Linked DNA regions of Mus musculus: region 2 is linked to region 1. A link is a contact called in public HiChIP or PLAC-seq data. All regions are on one chromosome and are shown on one strand. Each heading gives the region's core, a stretch centred on a gene start, on an enhancer-like site or on the middle of the called end of the contact. The rest is flanking DNA. Distances are from core to core; before and after follow the strand shown. Region 1 overlaps Arhgap22 (Rho GTPase activating protein 22). Region 2 overlaps Arhgap22 (Rho GTPase activating protein 22).

Evidence for each region. HiChIP or PLAC-seq counts read pairs in DNA pulled down with a chosen protein or histone mark.
Region 2: an H3K27ac HiChIP or PLAC-seq map of microglia shows a contact between it and region 1, with 4 times the contacts expected there. The contact joins two enhancer-like sites. A contact is called at or near these places in 3 of 15 datasets of contacts at CTCF or cohesin (the NIH/3T3 cell line and pro-B cells), 20 of 484 Hi-C or Micro-C datasets (DN3 thymocytes, the N1E-115 cell line, the Patski cell line and 13 more), 9 of 115 datasets of contacts at active chromatin or transcription factors (bone marrow-derived dendritic cells, bone marrow-derived macrophages, embryonic basal ganglia and 5 more) and 3 of 9 other capture datasets (adipose tissue, liver and pancreatic islet).

The regions. Positions count from the first base shown.
Region 1 is chr14:33,234,318-33,237,252 of GRCm38.p6, reverse strand. All of the region lies in intron 2 of Arhgap22 (Rho GTPase activating protein 22), which reads right to left. Among named protein-coding and RNA genes, the nearest start is that of Gm41130, 3.8 kb to the right of the region's middle. Within about 2 kb of position 1,387, at least 23 of the 459 cell types and tissues checked have an H3K27ac peak or open chromatin away from gene starts, as enhancers often do. A contact at or near this core is called in adipose tissue, bone marrow-derived macrophages and microglia, where this site is marked.
Region 2 is chr14:33,309,519-33,312,453 of GRCm38.p6, reverse strand. The region is part of intron 4 of Arhgap22 (Rho GTPase activating protein 22); the gene reads right to left. Among named protein-coding and RNA genes, the nearest start is that of Gm41130, 79 kb to the right of the region's middle. Within about 2 kb of position 1,568, at least 24 of the 459 cell types and tissues checked have an H3K27ac peak or open chromatin away from gene starts, as enhancers often do. A contact at or near this core is called in adipose tissue, bone marrow-derived macrophages and microglia, where this site is marked.

The sequences.
Region 1 (2,935 bases), core at 138-2,637:
CACAGGCGGCATCTGCTCTGAGTATGGATGGCAACGCCAGACTTCGTCCACCGCCTCAGTGAGAGGGTCAGCAGCTCCGTCACTGGCCTCATCCTTCCAAACAAGGCTGCAGCTTCTATCCCAGCGTGGCCCTCACACAGGCAAACTGCCTCCACTGACCATGCAGGGATGGTGAGCAGAGGGTGGGAGTGGTTTAGGCAAGATGTGATCAGAGACCCATCTAAAGCAAGATGGGGCAGTGGGGATATAGTTTATGGTATAAACTCTGAAACATGCTCAGGCCATGGGGTCCCAGAGTGCCTTAGGAGCAAGGAGCAGAAAGTCTGAAAGTTTAATGCCAGCAGACCATCCCTGCTTCCTTAAAATTTGGCCCAGGCCAGAAACACCATCCCCATGTATGTATGTATGTATGTATGTATGTATGTATGTATGTATGTATGTATGTATGTGTGTGTGTATTTTTAAACAATTCATTTTTTATTTTATGTGCATTAGTGTTCTGCCTGCATGTATGTCTGTTGGATTCCCTGGAACTGAAGTTACAGACACTTGTGAGCTGCCATCTGGGTGCTAGGAATTGAACCCTGGTTCTCTAGAAGAGCAGCCAGTGCTCTTAATTAATGAGGCCTCTCTCTAGGCCCTATATTTTTATTTTATTAAAAATTTTAAAATGAAAAGTGGAGAAAGATTTATTCAACATGCTCATACTGAGAAATGGAAAAAGGACTTTAGGTCTAGTGAGCCCTCCAGTGCATTTTGGAGATGCTAATGTGTGGTTCAAATTTCAATAGATGGCAAGAGGAAACCTCATTTTCAAGAGACCGAAAACCTTTGGACCCGGATGGCTACTTACAAACTATGTCTCAGTGACCTAAGCCAGGGACCTCCCGCTAGGTGACATTGTCTGATCACCTCTGAAGACTGCCTGGGCCCTTTTTGGTCCCTGACAATGAGATTGGCATTCCTCTTCTGCACTCACCATCTTTGGATGGATGCTCCGATGTCCTTCAGGGTGGGGCTGCTACTCTCCCACCCAGCAAGGGACGTAGAGACCTGGGGCATTGCACAGCAGAAAGAGGGCTGGCCAACAGCAGATTTGAGTGGGTGTATGTGTATGCCCAGGACTCCCACTGGATCCCTTAGGAAAAGATATTGTATCATAATAATTATGAGTTAGATGTACAATCTTGCATCTCAGACCAGTTTCTGGGGTCCAAGTCTGGTTTCACCTCTCGCCCTTCATAGGATTTGGTAGTAAGAGGGTTTCCTGGATGCTTATAAAATGTGGGCCCAAACACCAAGCTCCTGTTAGCAGGCTAAAAGTCAGCAGTGTCCACAGGCGCACGGCCCTGAAGAGGAAGCCAGCACAGCATGTCCCCTGGGACTCATTAGCTCTCATACTACTCAGAGGAAGTCAAAGTGATCACAGAATGCCACTTCTTGAAACTATTAGTGGTGAGGGTGGCTTTTCTCTCTCCATGCAAAACAAGATTGTTTTAAATTTATTTTTTACTGTTGGGCCGTGTGAGTAGCTCTCAGTTACTCATCTTGAGCCAGCACTGACATCCAAAGCCCGCTGGACACTGTCGAGCATGGCTGGGCCTTGTCCATTACCTGTTCCTTCTTTAAAATAAGGCTCTGAATACCGTCTAGCAGGGTTGTGAGGGAGTCTCACCCATCACTTCCCAGGCAATGAGGGCTCTAACAGGAGACACTCAAGATGAGTCTTTATGCTTTATCCCTGGCGTGGCTCTCATTGGAAGCTTCTGAATGATGGGGGGTGGGGGGTGGTCTTTTGCTTCTCAAAGGCTCCTGTGTCTTTAAACACTTTTTTATTTTGTTTATTCTTGTGTGTGTGTGTGTGTGTGTGTGTGTGTGTGTGTGTGTGTGTGTGTGTGTGTGATATGCACAGGCACACATGGGAGGTGGAGGTCAGAAGACAAGTTTGTGGAGTTGGTTCTCACTATCCACTTTTATTTGGGTTTTGGGGACCGAATTCAGGTCATCAGGATTGTGTGGCCTGGCACTGGAGTTTCTGTTAATGGAGTGATTCTGGAAGAGTGGGGTCAGGTTGCCAGATAAACCAACTAGGTGACTAGTTGAGGGGAGGGGCTCAATTTAACCACCATGATGAGTGGTCTGACCTGGTCAGTCACACCTAGGCACCTAGGATGTGAGTATAGCATCCCTTAATGAAAGTTCCTTCAGGGAGCATTTTGGTTGGTTCTGGGTGCCTGGCATATCCCGAGGAGGTGTGGCAGCTCCTCCCCCTCCCCCACAGCCCTTGCTCTATTGTCTCTACGATCGGGTTGTCCAGGGATGTACCTCTTACAATAAATCAACAAATTATTGAATTTTGTGAGTTGTCCCAGTGAGTTATTGAAGCTGAGAGGGGTGGAGGGAATCCTTGGATAAGGAGCTGAGAGGACAGAAGCGTAGGTGACCAAGGCACCTCGTGATGGACCCCAGGAGTCAGGGTGGTTCTGTGAGTCTGAGTCTAGTCTACAGCCCCACAGGCTATGTGCTCACCCTGGATAGTTCAGCTCAAGAACTGAATTGTTAGAAACCTCATGGATATTGGAGAATCTGAGAACACAAGACAGATGTGCAAAAGGCAGCTGTCATCTTTCAAACAAGCCAGCTCTTGAGGATGGGGCCAGGGACCGCCGCAGCAGGGTTTGGAGTATGCGGGTGCTATGTGCGGATCGGGAACTCAGGACTGTGGAGAGATGGATGCAGAGGAGCAGTGTCGGCTCCCACCATAGCAGCTCGATCCTCTTGACAAAAGCTTCATTTTGCACGTCAGTGTCCTCTGATACGCCAAAGGGCACACACTAACTTCTGACCTAATCATTGTAAGCACACTTGTGAGCCACGGGTGGGGCTGGGTACTGTTGCTCCTGTCTACAGTGTGAACAGCTGGGGGCGGTATTTA
Region 2 (2,935 bases), core at 319-2,818, 75 kb before region 1:
ATGGGAACTCTCAGACCAGAGGCCCCGCTGGAGCCCTGAGTATTCATAGATGACTAGAGCAGCAAGACCCCACCTGTCTGCTGGCTAGCTGAAGGTCTGTGTTCCCTGACCCCACAAGCTCCAGGTTGGCCTTCATTGAAAGGCCTGATTTTTCAGCATGCTGGCATGTTCCATCCTTCCTCCACAGGGGCCGTGGGGGTCCTGTCATTTGAATGTGTTGTCTGAGGCTCGTTTGCTGGAAATGTATTCCCCAGATGTGAATGTTGTATGCATCTGGAGCTTTGGGAGACTATTAGAATTAGATGGGGTTGTGAGGGTGGCACCTCAGGGTGGGATTAGTGCCTTCATAAGAACAGGAAGAAGGGCCAGGAAGAGGCTCAATCAATCAAGTACTTGTTGTGCAAGGCTAGGACCTGAGTTCGATCCCCAGAACCCACATATCAGCTAGGCACAGTTCTAATTCCAGCACTAAGGGGAGATTGAGGCAAGAAGGTTTGGGGCTTGCAGGTCAGCAAATCTATCAGAATCTATGAGCTTCAGGTACAGTGAAAGAGCCTGAATCAAAAATAAATAAATAAATAAATAAATAAGGTAGAGAACAAATAATGAAGACATCCAATGTCAACCTCCACCCATGCGTGCCACACAAGTACACACATGTACACAAACATAAAATGGAAGAGCAACATAGGCTAGAGCCAGCATAGTCCCTCTGTCTCACCACGAGATGCCTTTACCACGTAGGCTGCTGCGTAAGATGCTGTGGGAGGTCCTCAGCAGAGGCTGAGCACGGCGGTTATGCACTGTCATGTGTCAATGTCAACTAGTGTTCTGGGCCATCAACCTGACGTCATCTGGAATTAACTAAAACCCTCACGTGGTAGGCCTCCCTGTGGGAGACTTTGCATAACTTGAAGTAGGATGATCCGCTTCTAATCTGGATCTTTGAGATAGGAAGGCGCATCTTTAATCCGGATATTTTGAACTGAAAACATACACCTCTCACCTGGACCACACCTTCTGCTAGGAGCCTATGTTAGGACATGGAAAAGGAAGCTTTTATTCTTTGCCTGCTTGCTCTTGCCTTGCTAGCAAGTCCACCCCTTCACTCGCATCAGAGCCTACTTCTTTGGAATTCCAGCATAAACTGAAGATGAACTGAGACATCCAGTCTGGTGAACTGAGAGACTACTGGATTCTTGGACTTTCCTTTCACAGACAGCCACTGTTGCCATAGCTGTACCACAGCCCATAAGTCACACACACACACACACACACACACACACACACACACACACACACACACACACACACAGAGAGAGAGAGAGAGAGAGAGAGAGAGAGAGAGAGAGATTCATTCTATAAATTCTTTTACTCCAGAGAACCCTAACTAAAGTCTTCCCAGACTCCAGAACCAAGAGCTAAGTAAATACTGTTACCCACTGTACAACACTAAGTTATAGCAACCTCCGGAAGGGACTCTAGCCAGCTCAAGCGTGGCGAGCATGCTTCTGGCAGGCCTTGCTCTTTTCCCTGATTCCCTCTGCCTTGCTAAAAACCGTTAGATTACATTCCTAAAGCTAGCTACCAAGGTCTATTCCCTTATTTGGACACTTCCTCCTCCTGAGGCTGACTACCAAAGTCCAGCTAGCAAAGTATTGAAGTCCAGCAATCAGAAGCCTCCTTTGGTTCAACTAATTAGCATGCCTCATCCTAACACAGGGTTTCCCTTTTACCTTTATAAACTGCCATTTTCCTATGTGTCAAGTCTGTCTCCTGTCTATCCAGTACCTATCCACGATGGGACAAAAATACCTCTTCTCCCTTCTCCCTTGTCCCCTTCCTCTTCTCCCTCTTCCTTTGTTTCCTGCCCATGTCTCTTACTCCCTGCTCTCTGTCTCTCTGGGGCACATGCATCTCCTTTGTGCTGAGAACTTGGTCTTGGGGGTCCTGAGCCCCTACTTTTCCTTTCACCTCCAAAGCAGACTAAGGAAGGCTCTCCCATGCACCAAGCACCTGCTTTGTGCTAGGCAGTGTTCCATCCGCAGCTCTTAACAAGGAGGCTCAGGGCATTGAGTGGTGTACACAGCTAAGAAGCAGCAGGTCCTCCCATGAGCCTCTTAGATGCCTACATCTCTACCCCTTCCCCTAAGCCTTGGGATCTCAGGGCGGGTCTCAGAGGCTCCGGGTGATGCTGCAGGTAGAGTGATGGTTGTAGCATGGCAGGAAGCACTGGGCAGAGAGGAGCCCGGGAAGACTGAGATCCCACTATGGGAGAACAGTAGGAAGAGGGGCTCTGTCTTCTTAGTTTCAGTTCCTGAACGTGTGCTGAGGGCTCCAAGGTCAGACAACTGGTGTCTGCGGCAAAGTGCAGTGTCGAGGGCAGGGGCCATTCTCAAGTCCACTGTGGTACAGAGGGCTGCCATAATGTGTACCCACACACTGTGTGGCTTAAAACTCCTGACTCTGTGAGAGATCTGAAGAGCAGAGAGCTGCAAGATGTCGGTAGGACCTGCGGCCTCTGAGTCTCTAGAGAAGCATCCTTCCTTGCCTCCTACAGCCTCTTGTGGCTTCCTTCCTTCCTTAGCATTTTTTGGAGTAGGCTGCAGTCTCTGTCTCCACTCCCAAAAGGTTTTCTGTCACTGTGTCCCCTGCCTCCCCACAAGGATTCCAGGCACTGGATTTAGGGTCTGTCCAGCTTGAATTCAGTTCAGCTAATTGTATATGTAAGCACCCTACTTCCAAATAAGGTCAGACCAAGGTGCCAGCAGGCATGAATTCTGGGTGGGGGGAGACACTATCTGCCTGGGACAGCAACCCCCTCCATCTGCCACGGTGGCCCCCATGTCCATTTGTCTAAAGTCAGCAGGAACGGTGGATGCCAAGTTGATGAAAGTCTCAATCTGCTATCTTTCTGGAACACTCCAGAACAATG